Linked DNA regions of Mus musculus: regions 1 and 2 are each linked to region 3. The links are chromatin contacts, called in public Hi-C and HiChIP or PLAC-seq maps. All regions are on one chromosome and are shown on one strand. The core of a region is the stretch at or near the end of the contact, and the rest is flanking DNA. Distances in the headings are between cores, read along the strand shown.

Region 1 (5,017 bases), core at 1,227-3,726, 580 kb after region 3:
TGCTTGCGAAAACCAGAGGTGTTGGATCCCTTGGAGCTGATGTTAATAGGCAAATGTTAGCCACATGATATGGGTGTTGGGAGCTAAACTCTGGTTCTTTGCAAGAATGATGTATGCTCTTAACTGTTGAGTTGTCTTGCCAATCCTGGAATTTATATTAAAAAGTGTTTTTAGTAATTCTTTCAGAATTTCATACATTGTATTTTGAACATTTTCATCCCTCTTGCACATCTCCTCCCATACCCACAAGCCATATCCACCCAACTTTGTGTCTTCACCTTTTTTTTTTTTTAAACCCATGAAGTCATGTTAGTACTACCTATCTACTACACTGAGTTATATGGCCTTCCACTGGCACTAGTTAGACCACCTAGGGGCCACATCCTTAAAACTAAAACCACCCTTTCCTGGTAGCTGTCATTTACCAATAGTTCCTCAATAGGTTTAGGACTTTGTGTCCCTCCCCTCCACATTGAGATTTTGTTTGGCTTGAGCTTGTGCAGATCTTGTGCGTGTTGTTACGACTGCCATGAATTCATATGCAGCTGCCATATTGTGTCTGGAAAACCAGTTTCCTTGTATATTGCCTCTGGCTTTTGCAGTCTTTCTGTCCCCTCTTCTTCCATAACCCTTGAGCCTTGGTGAGATAGTAAGTCTGAGGTTAGGGTATCAGCAGAGTTCTTGAGAGCCTCCTCTTCTGTATGTTAACTTTCCTCCTGTCTTGGGCTTCTGGATAACTGCTTTCTCTTTAAGTGAACCAAACTTCTCTTACAGGAACACCAGTCATACTGGATAAGGGCCTGTTGGTAAACTCATTTATCTCATTTACATTCTGAAGCTACCCAGATAGCCATATTCTAAGGTGCTGGGGCTTGGATTTCAACATAGGATTTGTGTGTGTGTGTTGAGGATTGTCTCCAGCTTTACATGTGAAATTTTAAGTAGAAGTAATTCAGTGTTCCTTGTTGGTAAATTTGTTCTTGTTTTGAGATGGGTCTCTTTTAACTCATCCTGGCTTTAAACTAAGGATGATCTTGGATCCTCTGTCTCTACCTCCCCAGTTCTGGAACTACAGGCATGTGCTACTACATCTGGTTTTATGTGGTGATGATGATTGAGCTCAGCAGAGCTTCATGCTCTAGGCAGGCGATATACCCAGAGCTACATCCTTGACCCCATCAGTTATTTTTATCTCATTCAGAACACTTTAAAATGGATGTAGTCAATTGTGATTCTATTTTGTTTCTTAGCCATCCAGTAACCTAAGGATTAGGGTAATAACTCTTTAACTAATAACTAATGTCTTATATTAATGCAATTCTTTGTTATACATTTTCACAGTTTGTATTATAATTGTATGATTGTAATTTACTTTAGCAAGATTGTTTACTATTTTACTGGTTGCTCCTTTAGTTATTATAAAACATAATCCTCTCTTCAGATTCCAGAATTGGTATGTTCTTTTATTTATTGTTTTTTATGTGCATTGGTGTTATTGCCTGCATGTCTGTCTGTCTGTGTGTGAGAGGATGTCAGGACTGGAGTTAGGGATAGTTGAGAGAAGCCATGCAGAAGCTGGGTCCTTTCTGTGGCAGAGCAGCCCCTGAGCCATCTCTCCAGCCCGAGAGGATGTAATCTTGGGTAAATTTATTTTAATTCAGAGAGGATAGAAAGTAAGATTTTGTGATGACTGACAAAATCATCATATAGGGAATGTGTTACTCTTGTGTTAGTCTAAGGCGTGTATAAATGAGTTGAAGAAACAGGAGTTTCACTAGAATTCCTTTTATTAGCAGAATACTTGATTTCTCTTCCTTTGTTTTCAGAACTTGGTTTGTTCTCCTAGTGTACATTTATTCAGTTAATATTTGTTGAATGAACAAGTGAATTTTATATGCACAATACCCTTTTACTTTTTCATCTTTCTTGTTTTCTCATCTTGGTTATGTATCCAAAGTAATCATTCAAACCTGAATAAAATATGATAAAATTGTTCCCTATCTTTAAAAGAACCTAATCGTGCTGAGCATGGTGATACAGGTCTAAAATTTCTGCATTTGGGATTGGAGGTAGGAATATCAGTAGTTCAAAGCCAAGATCATCCTCACCTATATAGTGAGTTTTAAGGCCAGCCTGGGCTACATGTGATTACAACTGACCAAACAATAAGAAAATAAAACCAAACCAAACTCAACAAAACAACTTGATTTAATCCTCTATTTCTGATGTGCTTCTAATTTTTGTTTTGTAAGTAGTAGAGTGTTTCATTAGTTAGAATATTTAGCAATATAAACTATATGATGTTGTGGCTTAAAATGTTGATTACAGTAATCTTGTAAATTTCCTTCTCTTTATGCCTGCTGTAGCATATCAAAGTTATTGTTGATTTTTCTCCTTTCATAGTTCACTGAGAGATTGTAACCCATCTAAACTTCCTGACTTAGTTACTTGGGTACTGTTACTTAGCTGATTCTTATCAGAAACAGGAAATTGTCAAGTGATGAGTTAAAGCACAGCAGACTGTATGTGTAACTAGCATGGTAGATTTCCCTGTAGATGTCCCCCCCCCCCTTCCTCCGCCACTAGTTGTTTTCAGACAGGAACATCTAACTTGCCAAAAAAGGGTCCCATTGCTCATGACCTATGCCAATGGCAAACATTCTCCTTCCTCAGCGTTTCCTGGTTAGATGGTTTGATAGCCTTTCTTTGAGACAGGGTCTCATTGAGTAGCCCTGGCTGTCCTGGGACTTTCTATATAGACCAGGTTGGTCTTGAATTCAGAGATCTGCCTGTGTCTCTTTTGAGTACTGGGGTTAAGGGCATTTGAGATCACAAGTGACTGTCTTGACAAACTTAATATTAGGTGTTCTTAATTAATTTATAGAAATAGGTGAAGTATAGATATTTTGGTCTGGTGTACTCATTGATTTAGATTTGTAGTTGACTAAGGGATCTATAAAGACAAGGCAATTTTATAATAGTAGGATGCTAGTTTCTCTTTTACTATGAATATTTAGTTGTCTCCAAATTTGATGGCTGTCACAAAAAGTATGAACAGTTGGAAGGTATATAAAATTTAGTGAGTATTGAATAACAATATAAGATTATGTATGTGGGAGACTGATTCTGTGTTTTAAGTCATCTTGGTAGCTGTTTGGTTCCATACTTAGTTGATTTACATACAGTAAAGCCCTTTTTGGTGTAACTAAGTATTAAAATACAAGCCAGTCAAAGAGACAGGCATAATTATATTGGAAAGAATAGGGGTCTAATTAAAAGAAAATCTCTCCTCAAAGTGCTTGTAGCAGTCCAGTGTTAAACGGGAAAAGAAACACAGGCAAGGACTGGGGGTTTTCATTGAGGCAATCCAGGCCCTCTATGCTTCAGACCATTCATTATCTGAGGTACAGACAGATAAAGCTATGTGGTTGCTTTTGCTTTAAAATGTTTATTTAACCTGTTGTTGAGTTCCAAGGTAAGTAAATTTGTGAGTGAGTGTGTTTGTGTGTGTGCTCCTCAGAAGCTGTCCTGAGGAGTTTATGACAGCACCTTTTACCAATCTGGAATGCACTAATTGCACTAGGCTGGCTGACCCTGGAGATCTGCCTTTGTCTCTGCCTTCCCAGAGCTGGGATTACAAGTACACCACCATTTCCATTTCTGCTTTTTCTTTTTACATGGGTTCTGTGGTTTGAACTCAGGTCCTCATGTCTGCAGGAGGCAAACTATGTTTAGAGCTCTCTCCCTCTCCACTACTATTCCATTTCTATGAGAATTGGCCCTATCATCTCCCCACCCCCTCATCCCAGATCCCTCTTAGAGCACTGTATTATCTAGTTAGCTGTTTATTGCTGTGTTTGTACATAGATTCAGTTAAGGACACTTGGAAGCATGTAATTAAAAAGGAGCATGCTGATGTCCTGGAAAGGAATTCCAGTAGCAGAACACAGGAAGGCACCAACATTGGGACACAGCTAATAGCGCCACCTGGTGGAAGTATAGGTGAATGTTTAAGAACTCCTTTCACGTGAATTTTCCTAGTTTTTGTTTTCTCTTGGGAGTGCTGAGAGTTCAGTTCAATTTTGACTTTACTTCCCTCTTGCCAGTCATCCTGTGCTTTGATCCCTCTTAGTGAGATAGGCATGTTCCTGTAGATAATCTTAACTCATGTTGTGTGGGGATGTGATATGGACAGTAGTATGTGTTTAAAAAAAAAAGCAAATTTTAGCTAAATTTGATAGATGAGGTTTAGAAAACTTAGGCTAAGTTTAAGCAAAAGGGTGTTGAACAGAGGGTGTAGCCAGGTGTGCATGCCTTTAATCCCAGCACTTGGGAGACAGAGACAGAAAGCACTCTGGAAATTCAAGGCAAACCTGGTCAGCGAAGCAAGAACTACATAATAGAGAAACCCTGCCTCAGAACAAAACAACAAATAATAGGCCATAGTTACAAGTTAATATTGAGAGTGCTGGAGAGATGGTTCAGAGGTTAAGAACACTGCCCTTCCAGTCTGAGTTCAATTCCTGGCAACCACATGGTGGCTCACAACCATCTGTAATGGGATCCGATGCCCTCTTGTGGTGTGTTTGAAGACAGCAACAGTGTACTCACATAAAATAAATAAATCCTTTTTTAAAAATAAGTTTAGTTCTGTCAGAACATTTAAGAGAATTTGTTTAGAGTCCTTTTTTATGTAAACCAATGAATTACCGTTGTGGGGGAAAGCATATCTTTTTTTTTTTTTTTGAAGGTAGTTCTTTCTTTCTTTTTTTTTTTTTTTATTACGTATTTTCTTCAATTACATTTCCAATGCTATCCCAAAAGTCCCCCACCCTCTCCCCACCCATTCCCATTTTTTGGCCCTGGCGTTCCCCTGTACTGGGGCATATAAAGTTTGCCTGACCAATGGGCCTCTCTTTCCAGTGATGGCCAACTAGGTCATCTTTTGATACATATGCAGCTAGAGTCAAGAGCTCTGGGGTACTGGTTAGTTCATAATGTTGTTCCACCGATAGGG
Region 2 (4,343 bases), core at 1,343-3,842, 650 kb after region 3:
ATTGATAGTTCTTTAAAAAGTTATTTTCCTAAGCTATCAGATGAAGCAAATGAATACTCTTTATTCTGAAAGAACCTGACTTTGGGCATCAAAACTGCGGAGGGTCAATTGTGGACGTCAAAGTTTGCATAGGAACAGTGTGTTGTTAGAACCAGATCTTTGATGGCCAGGGTTAATGTCAACTTAAGATAGGCTAGAGTCATCTGAGAGGAGTCAACTTAAGACAAACCAGAGTCACCTGGGAGGAGGGAACTTCAGTTAAGAAAATGCCTCCACAAGACTGGGTTGTAGGCAAGCCTGCAGGACATTTTCTTAAGTAGTGAATGATGGGGAAGGGCCCAACTCACTATGGACAATGCAGTCCCTGGACTGGTCTTTCTGGGATCCATAAGATAGACAGGCTGAGCAAGGCCAATGGCCTCTGTGTCAGCAACTGTCTATGGGTTCCTTCCCTGCTGGAGTTCCCACTCTGACTTCCCTCTCTGATGGATTGGAAGTGTAAGCAAAATAAACCCTTTCTTTCCCAAGTTACTTTTGGTCATGGTGGTTTTTTTTTTTTTCTTCTTCCCAGTAATAGAAACCCTAAGACAAAATTAAACAATGGATAATGTGGAGTCACGCCTGCATAAAATGCACAAGTCTTTTGTGCCACCTGAAGTTGGAAGTCACACCATTTGAAACCCATAGTTTGGTGTTAAAAAAAAAAAGTGCTTTTGCTTTTTCCTGTTGAAGTGGCAGGGTAGAATCAAACCCCTCCACAATGCACACCGATGACGTCATTTTGGTTCTCAACGTTGTTTATCCTCCAAGAAGTCAAGGTTTTCGTAGAACAATAGCTAATTCTGTGTCTGGTCTGGAAGGGAAAGGCTTGTGGGAATTCTAGAACATTTACTCCTTGCTCCATCAGAAAACCAAGTTTTGAACAATTGGGTCAGTCAAAACTTTACATAACCAGTCTAAAAGGAGTCTCTCCTGGCCACAGGTGGGGCAGAGTTGAGCACGCCGAGGAGAAAGGCTATCCGTCAATAAAAATCTACCTGAAATCATCAGCCCATAGGGATAACCAAGAAGACGATGGGACAAACTAATTCTCAAGATGAATTAAGTCCAGTGAGGTGGCTCAGATGGCTAAAGGCGTTGGCAGAGCAGGCCTGGAGACCTGGGCTCAACCCACGCCTGGAAACCACAGAAGGGGCAGGAGGGAGCAAATGCCACAAAGGGGTTCCCTGGCGTCCGCACAGTGGCACAACACACACACACACACACACACACACACACACACACACACATGCACACACCCTCCACACACATACAAAAGTAAAAATTTGAAAGAGAGCAACAGTATGTATTTCTGCTGCTAACTTGTCAGGTCTTGGAAAGTATCTATGTCAAACAAAACAAAAAACAAACACCCTGACAGACTTGGCTCAGCTCAAGGAAGACTATAGGAGGATTATTGGTGGTTAGATAAAAGCCAGCTTTCCTCAGGAACTTGTGAAATGGGATTCCCTCTGCCAAAAGGAGTCGTGTCCCTTGCCTCTGGCAGAGGGGACATGTGGCTGTCCATTGATACATACCCATGGCTGCAGATCAAAGTCTATGCTGGCCTCCAGGTTTCCTCAGACCCTACTTACACCCCAAAGCCCAGGTTAGCACCCTGGCCCTTGCCACTCCTCCCCCACTTTGCTAACTCCCAGGCTGCCTCCATTCACAGGCTTCCTTCCTCCCAGAAACCAGCCAGCTCTCTATAAGACTTTTTCCCCTTTCCCTCGTATGCTATTCTATACCATACTCCTTGCTACTCTGGCTAGTCTCAAGACTATTCTATGACACACACACACACACACACACACACACACACACACACACACACACACACACCTTTCTCTCTGCTCCCAATAGTGCTGGCCATGTCCAATCTGCTTATTTCTCCCTCTGCTCTGGACTCTTCCAGGTGCCTCTGGATGTTCTCTCTGTCTCTGTCTCTGTCTCTCTGTCTCTGGGCCCCCCACCCCGCCCCCTTGCCCCCCTGCCCCATTCACAATAAAATCTTCCCCCAATCGTGGAGCGGCCAGTTTGGCGGCTTCCTTACTGTGTCATCGCTCACAGTACTCATTTGTGTTGGGCTTATTGACACACTCGTTTTATCATTGGAAAATGCCAGCAATTGCCAAGAGGTCAGTCACAGGCCGATTTCTCCTCCACCAGTCCCTGTCTCCAGACACCACTTGCATCCACCTGCAGGCCTGTAATTGCCTCTCTGGGCTCTCCATCGATTGCTTCCCACACGTTACTGTCCCCTGTCACGTCAAGCGCCCGTTTCCCGCACTTTACTGTCTAGTCAAGGTTTCTTGCGAAACTTTCCGTTTTACTGAGGAGTTGCAATGCCGATGATATCTCTCCTCTGTGATACTCCTCCCTTTCTCTTTAAAATAGGCGTCTTGTTTTCCGTGGGCCTATTTCCTTCTTTGGCCTGTGTGACTTTTCTGGGGATGCGGATCTTTTTCCTTTGAATCCGGCCTGACCTGATCCGGTGGCCCAATTCTACCGCCCACCCGGCGGGAAGCGACTTCATTGCGTCTACCGGTGTCTGGTGCCACCTTGTGGCGAATTCTGAAAAAAAAAATCCATTTGTTCCCACTAGAGAGGAAGCTCCGTGGGCTTCCCGATGAGAGAAAGGGAAAAGCCCAGGCTAGTTTTCCTGGAACCAAGGCTCAGTTGGAGAAAGTCCCCAGGCTTAGACCGGAACATAGAGTTTCTCCATTGTCACTTGCAAGTTTAGCTGCCACCATGTCCTCTCTCTCTGCATTCACTGACACCAGAGCATGTGCCCAGTGGTCCCTTTTCTCTGCCTCTGCTCTACTCTGCAAGCCACTCACCTTTATCCCAGTCGTCCACCCCCCCCCCCCCCCCCGATCATTCAATCTAAAGCATTGTGCATAGTTGGTGAAGTCAGAGCAACATCCCTGTTGACCCAAACTGTAGGTTTGGTTTTGGTTTTCCGGCTCCTGGGACCCTGGTGATTCCTTGCCAGAGTGGGAGGCTCACAAAGAAGATGCAATGTTCACTCCTTGCATCCCTTAGCGAGCAATCGGCAGCCCTGGGAGAGGCCGGAAACTGATCCACACAGAAGAGAACCTGAACAGAAGCCCTCCAGGGACCCGAAATAGCACGAGGTAGCTCTTACCTTTACTCTGCTACCTGAACTGCTCACCTACCACACACTACAGGCCTCGAGATTGCCTAGGGACCTTCAGCAAGTTTTTCATACTTGCTCATCCTAAGGTCGTGCCTGCAGCCGCAGCTGCACAAGGCCCCCCACCCCAGATCAATTTGTCCAAAGTTCAAGGATACTTTTAAGTTTACTTTGAGATCATAAATAAAGCTCCTAGAGAATGCTGAGTCGGGACTTTGGGGGCTCCGTAATTGATTTCAGGGGACAATTTGGGATTCTCTAGGAACAGTGCGCAGCCAGAATGCCACTGTGATTACAAATACTGTCATCTTGCTGGGCAGTGGTGGCGCACGCCTTTAATCCCAACACCTTGGGGGGGGGGGGCAAAGACAGGTGGATTTCTGAGTTTGAGGCCAGCCTGGTCTACAGAGTGAGTTCCAGGACAGCCAAGGCTATACAGAGAAACCCTGTCTCAAAAACAAAACAAAACAAAACAAACAAACAAACAAACAAACACTGTCATCTCAGGCCAGGTGTCCTGGCCCGCGTCTTTAACCCTGTCTGGAAAACAAAACAAAACAAAAACAAAACAAAATAAAACAAAACCAACCAACCGAACAAAAAGAAATAACTGTCATCACTCACAAGAACACACAAGATCAGAAACTGTAGCATTGTGAAGCTTTCACTTTTCAAGGGTTGATCTCAACTTGCTGTGACTCCCCCCTCTTTTTGTTCTCTTGTATTCATTCCCATTTGGGAAAACAACAACAACCACCAAACACCCCCGCACCCATTAAAACCCCTGCAGATTCTACCCTGTGCTAAAGGCTCAAAGTAAATGTCTGCCCAGTGAACAAAAATGCCAGGCGCTCATGGAGGTTCACACGAAGGAGTGAAATCCTTAGGAAAAAGGAGTCAGTGTCACGAGGGTCCTGCAGCCAGAGCTGAGATGACATGTCAGTGAGTGCTCGGTACACTTGAAAGTCAGGAGTCTAAGAGGGTACACAAATAGACACTGTCTGTACCGAGCTGCTGAAGAGAAGGAGGGAAGAGCTACCGATCATGTTGGCATCACGAGGCCAACACCCCCTGACTCTAGACAAAACAGAAGAGGAAGCACTCAAGGAGAACACAAGTGGACTGACTTTGCAACAGAAATATGTGG
Region 3 (4,909 bases), core at 1,430-3,929:
TCCATTATCTGCAAACTATTTCCCCGACACTAACACATATAACTTAGCAATGAAAACACTTGATACAAGTGATCTATATGCAGGAGCTCCGGCAAGTTAAACCAACAGAACCATAGCTGCCGTAAAACTGTAGCTATTTCCTACCAAGGGGTAGGTTTAAAGACCCACTGATTTAACAGTCGAATCTCATATCTATAGCTTCATCCAAACTTTTATCATCATGTGTACTGGCAGCCAAAAATGTCGTTACAGGGGACCCTGTGACATTAATTACACTGGTGCTGGTACTTGCGTTACGCACAGCAATGCTAGTCACATTAATGCCCAAAGTGAGCCTGGTCTGCTCCAAGGCCTTTTCTGGCACCGCAAATGCCTCCAGCTTCTTCTCCCCATTGGCCATATAGGAGTTTTGGCAGCCACGACATATACAATCTAAGCAGGCTTTCCGGTTAGAGTAGCAAGGGCAGCGTTGGCCGCGGCATGTAAGAACACTTGGATTTTGAGTAGCACGCCCACATTTACATCCTTTCTTTTCCTGGGGCTTTTTGTACACAGTCTTGGTAGGGCTTCCTGGCATAAAATGATGACTAGGCATCTTTTCCTTTACTGCTTTGTCTTTTTTAAGAATACCTGGCTTGGATTTAGAGTGAGATTTCTTGGATCCATGTTCATGACTCTTTTTCATGCTTTTAGTAGATAAAAGTACAGTCTTGCTGATCTTGGGTGTCGTGCCTCCATTGGGAACAGTTGCTATAGGTTGAAGAGAGATTTTGCTTTCCCGCTTCACAGTCACAGGAGCAGATGCCCCCAGTGTTGGGCCTCGGATAATGGTAGAAATTGGAAGTGGCTGAACTTTCTCACTGTCACTTTCAGATCTGGATCGTTTTCGATTCAACTTTGCTACCTTGGGAGTTGCTGCTGTACATGATAACCCATGAAGTGCAGGGCTGGTGGACATGAAAACATTATGGCTAAGAGACTGGGAAGAAAGCTGCAAAAAAGGTCCATTGGATACAGTGGCTTCCAAGTTTGGCTGCAAATTAGGACAGCAAACTTCTGTATTTGAAACAGTTTCTAAGCTGCGGAGTACTTCCTCAACACTCAGCAAAAGAGAGTCACCGGGTTTTATATCTTCACTGAAACTACAGATATCAATACCTGTGGAGCACAAGTCAGTGGCTACCGTGTCACAGACAGGTGGCAGGTTGTCAGACAGATCCTCAGTTTTTATATCAACAGTATTACACACGTCAATTGTATTTGGATGTTCAGGTGAAGGGATATTTATACCAAATCTATCTATTGAAAGCCCATTGTAAGTAGGCAAACCATTGATAACAGAACTGCCAATGGCAATGCTGAGGGTACTCTCAGACATTGGAGATAAGCTAGCTTGAGGATCAGCTGTGGGTTCTGAAGTTGAAGGTAAAGGGGAATGTGTCAAACACAGAGTGAAGGATGAATCTGAAGGTTTCTCGGTCTCCTCACAAAACAATGATCCGTCATTAAGCAAAGCCAAAATATCAGAAGAACAGTCAACTGCTTCTATTATATCCCGTGCCAGTGTCGTCTGGGTTATATATTCACACAGTTTCTTGTAGCAATTCACTAGGATGCTTAACTGCTTGTTCTCCTCAAACTGCTCATAGTCTTTGCACCAGCTACATGAAGGTTTCATCATCATTTTCTTGCCTTTACAAGTTTTGCAGACATAGTGTTGGCAGGTGGAGTTGGTGGGTGCAATAGGATCTTGAAGCAAATGTCCTAAGGGGAGGAGGAGGAAAGCACAGATTTTAGCAAAACTAATATACTGTTTCATATAATGGAGTTCAGACATTAATCTCTTAAACTGAAATTTGTTAGACTCACTAGACTGGAAGGAAGGGTATACAGAGATAACTGGAGAAATCGTCAACATCTTACTTCATTTCTGTAACATAGTCTCCATTCCGTTATCTCAAATCACAGTCTTCCTGGATTTCGGTCTTGCCCACAAAATGTTAACACCAACCTCCTTATGGTCTTCTCTCCAAAAGCTACCAGGAAGTAAGTGTGGTGGTAAAGTGTAGGCTTAAAACCCCTGAGGCCCCAAACTAATACAAGAGAAGAATAGACAACTTATTGAACAGAATTGGTACAAATCTAATTCCAACCTGTAATTATATATATGAGCCATAAGATCAAAATGTAAACTACAATGGAGTAAGGGCTCATTCATTAAAAGAAAAGGGAGTTTTATTCAATTCAAATCTCCCACAAGGACTAAAACATAAGAACAGAATAAAATGAGGGGTATCTGAGCCTGACACAGTGGTGCACATCTTTAATCCCAGCACGCTATAGAGTCAGAGGAAGGTGAATCTCTATATAAGTTCAAGGACAGCATGGTCTCTACATAGTGAATTCCAGGGCAGCTAAGGACTATACAGAGACCCTGACTCAAAAGAACAAGATCGGGATTGGTGGGAGAAACTTGTGCACCACCATGCCTGGCTCAATAGACTTTTTTTTCACGTTAACAACTTCCCTCTAAACCACAGACGTGGGCCATTATGTTTAAACTTATTACAATAAAGAAAAATGGAAGTAATACTGTACGCCAGAACTCAAAAGAACTGTTCTATTATAAACCATAGGTATCCTCGTACAGCAACAGATTAGGAAAGTGAAAGTGGAGCTGGGGAGCTGGCTCAGCTGGGAAGGGCTAACAACGTGTACAGCACAGGTATGAGGAGCTGCGCTCCTATCCCCAGAAAGCACATAAACATGCTGGTTGTAGTGGCACACTTGTGTAACTTTAGCAACAAGGGGTAGAATAGTGGGGTGGTCCACTGGAGCTCACTGGCTCCCAGCTCCAGGTTCAGTGAGAGACCACCTTTCAAAAAATAAATAGAACAGGACATCTAATGTCCTCTCCTACAGCCTCTGCACACATGATTGGCACACATATGTGCACATACCACACAAACACACATGGTAAAATGGTCTACCAACTTGAGACAGCTATCAAATTATAAATGACGTACAAGTAAGAACAATAGAAGGGTAGATTCTACTGGGTCATCAGCCTGTCTCCACCCTACCAGTGTGGGGTTAGACAGCACCTCCATTCATGCTTGCATAGGAAGCACTCTACCCACTCAGCCATCTCCCTGACACCTTCATTTTTAATTTTTAAATAACTAACACCAAAAATCTCAAGACAAAAAAAATTATTAAGCCCCATGGAACTAAGGCCACATATACAAGAAAATAACGACAAAAGCCATCAAGAAGACAAGACACAACCACAAGAGTCCAACAACATACAACCCAAAACCTTTCAGTTTATAACATTCATCTCCAGCAAACTAAACTTCTTTAACCTACAGCAAACATACACCTGAGGTCCCTAAGGGGATTGGGGGGGGGGGGGAGGACATTGTTGAAAAAGAAGATGTAAAACTCTCTAAGATGTTAGATACTCCCATATCTTTATCTAGAATATATATATAATTCCAAGAAAGCCATTCACAAGAACTCTGAGAGTCACTGGGTTTAGGAAGGCCACAAGAAAACATTGTATATAACTGTGAGTTTCTATGTATATTACCAATGAACTCTCAGTAATTTATATTTCCCAACACTCCTACTTAAAACCAGCACCAAGAAGATATTTTAAATATTTAGGAAGAAAAGTATTTAGAAACACTTATATACAAGTTACACACACACACTTTTGTAATCTCAGCACTTGGAGGGCAGAAGGTCGCGTTTCAGGACAACCTGAGCTGCAGTATATAAAGGGACATGGTCTTCAAAAAAAAGTACCAAGAGCTAGAGCTATGGCTCTTACTCACAGCTTCCCTGGAAGGGGCAGTCTATAAATTCAAGACCCAAAACAACAAAGATTGCACACAGGTGTATTCACAGTCAACCTACATCAGTAACACAGTTGTTTGTTCAGAAGGCACCATCAGCACACCAGGCTGAAGCACAGTCTTTTTGATTATCCATTTGATTACCCAATCTAACAAAAAAATATTCTAATCAGATTACTAGGGAAAATTAAGGTGGGAAAGCAGAGAGGGACAGACGAACAGACGGAAGCACACACATACACGCCCACGTAACTGACAAGCACTTGATACACTTAAATGGCAGTGGCTTAAAAAACAAAAAACAAAAAACAAAATTCTGAGAACACTGGATCTGGAGGTAATAACAATCATAAAATAAAACCTACAATGGCAAACAGTACTAAACTAAAATGTAATGCCAACAACTTACACATGAACAAAACAAAAAACGAATCAAATCTCACACTTTAATCCCAAAACTCAGGAAGAGGCAGGTTTTAAACACATGGGTATCACAGATAGGTACCTAACACAGAATCACCTCTTCTTACTGCACCCCTTAGTCCTTTGGAATCTTGACGGGCTTTTTTTCTAGTGTAAAACTTTGGCACCTTGGTAAAAACCCTCAGGTGTCTGTAGCTCCTGAGGCTCCTGCTCTGTTGCACTGTGTGGATCACTGTGTGTCACTGTGTGTCACTGTGTGTCACTGTGGATCACTGTGTGTCACTGTGTGTCACTGTGTGTCACTGTGGATCACTGTGGATCACTGTGGGTCACTGTGTGTCACTGTGGATCACTGTGGATCACTGTGGATCACTGTGTGTCACTGTGGATCACTGTGGATCACTGTGGATCACTGTGGATCACTGTGTACCTGTTGTGTCAGTACTGTGCTGTTTGCTCCTACTGCTCCATAGTAATCTCAAATCAAGTACTGTGACACCTCCAGTGCTCCTCTGACTAGTTGAGGCCTTTTGTATTACTCTATGAGTTTTACAGTTTTTAAAGTAGTTTAGTGAAGAGTGTCATTGGGATTTTGATGAGAATTATAATGAATTTCTACATGCTTT

The links. A called contact is a pair of places that touch in the nucleus more often than the background predicts. HiChIP or PLAC-seq counts read pairs in DNA pulled down with a chosen protein or histone mark.
Region 1: a contact with region 3 is called in a Hi-C map of memory CD8 T cells, with 2.7 times the contacts expected there. The contact joins two enhancer-like sites. A contact is called at or near these places in 2 of 484 Hi-C or Micro-C datasets (bone marrow-derived macrophages and memory CD8 T cells) and 1 of 115 datasets of contacts at active chromatin or transcription factors (memory CD8 T cells).
Region 2: an H3K27ac HiChIP or PLAC-seq map of regulatory T cells shows a contact between it and region 3, with 7 times the contacts expected there. The contact joins two enhancer-like sites. A contact is called at or near these places in 2 of 484 Hi-C or Micro-C datasets (CD4 T cells and cortical neurons), 10 of 115 datasets of contacts at active chromatin or transcription factors (the 230-238 cell line, the NIH/3T3 cell line, bone marrow-derived macrophages and 7 more) and 1 of 9 other capture datasets (adipose tissue).

What each region holds. Positions count from the first base shown.
Region 1 is chr9:100,519,735-100,524,751 of GRCm38.p6, reverse strand. All of the region lies in intron 1 of Nck1 (non-catalytic region of tyrosine kinase adaptor protein 1), which reads left to right. Among named protein-coding and RNA genes, the nearest start is that of Gm46139, 18 kb to the left of the region's middle. Within about 2 kb of position 2,476, at least 23 of the 459 cell types and tissues checked have an H3K27ac peak or open chromatin away from gene starts, as enhancers often do. A contact at or near this core is called in memory CD8 T cells, where this site is marked.
Region 2 is chr9:100,452,625-100,456,967 of GRCm38.p6, reverse strand. It overlaps Gm28166 (a long non-coding RNA gene), which reads right to left. Exons shown (of 3, transcript XR_871066.2): 3 at 3,942-4,343. Among named protein-coding and RNA genes, the nearest start is that of Gm28166, 4.8 kb to the right of the region's middle. Within about 2 kb of position 2,592, at least 100 of the 459 cell types and tissues checked have an H3K27ac peak or open chromatin away from gene starts, as enhancers often do. A contact at or near this core is called in memory CD8 T cells and regulatory T cells, where this site is marked.
Region 3 is chr9:101,097,426-101,102,334 of GRCm38.p6, reverse strand. It overlaps Msl2 (MSL complex subunit 2), which reads right to left. Exons shown (of 2, transcript NM_001100451.2): 2 at 1-1,764. The coding sequence ends at 173. Among named protein-coding and RNA genes, the nearest start is that of Msl2, 25 kb to the right of the region's middle. Within about 2 kb of position 2,679, at least 42 of the 459 cell types and tissues checked have an H3K27ac peak or open chromatin away from gene starts, as enhancers often do. A contact at or near this core is called in memory CD8 T cells and regulatory T cells, where this site is marked.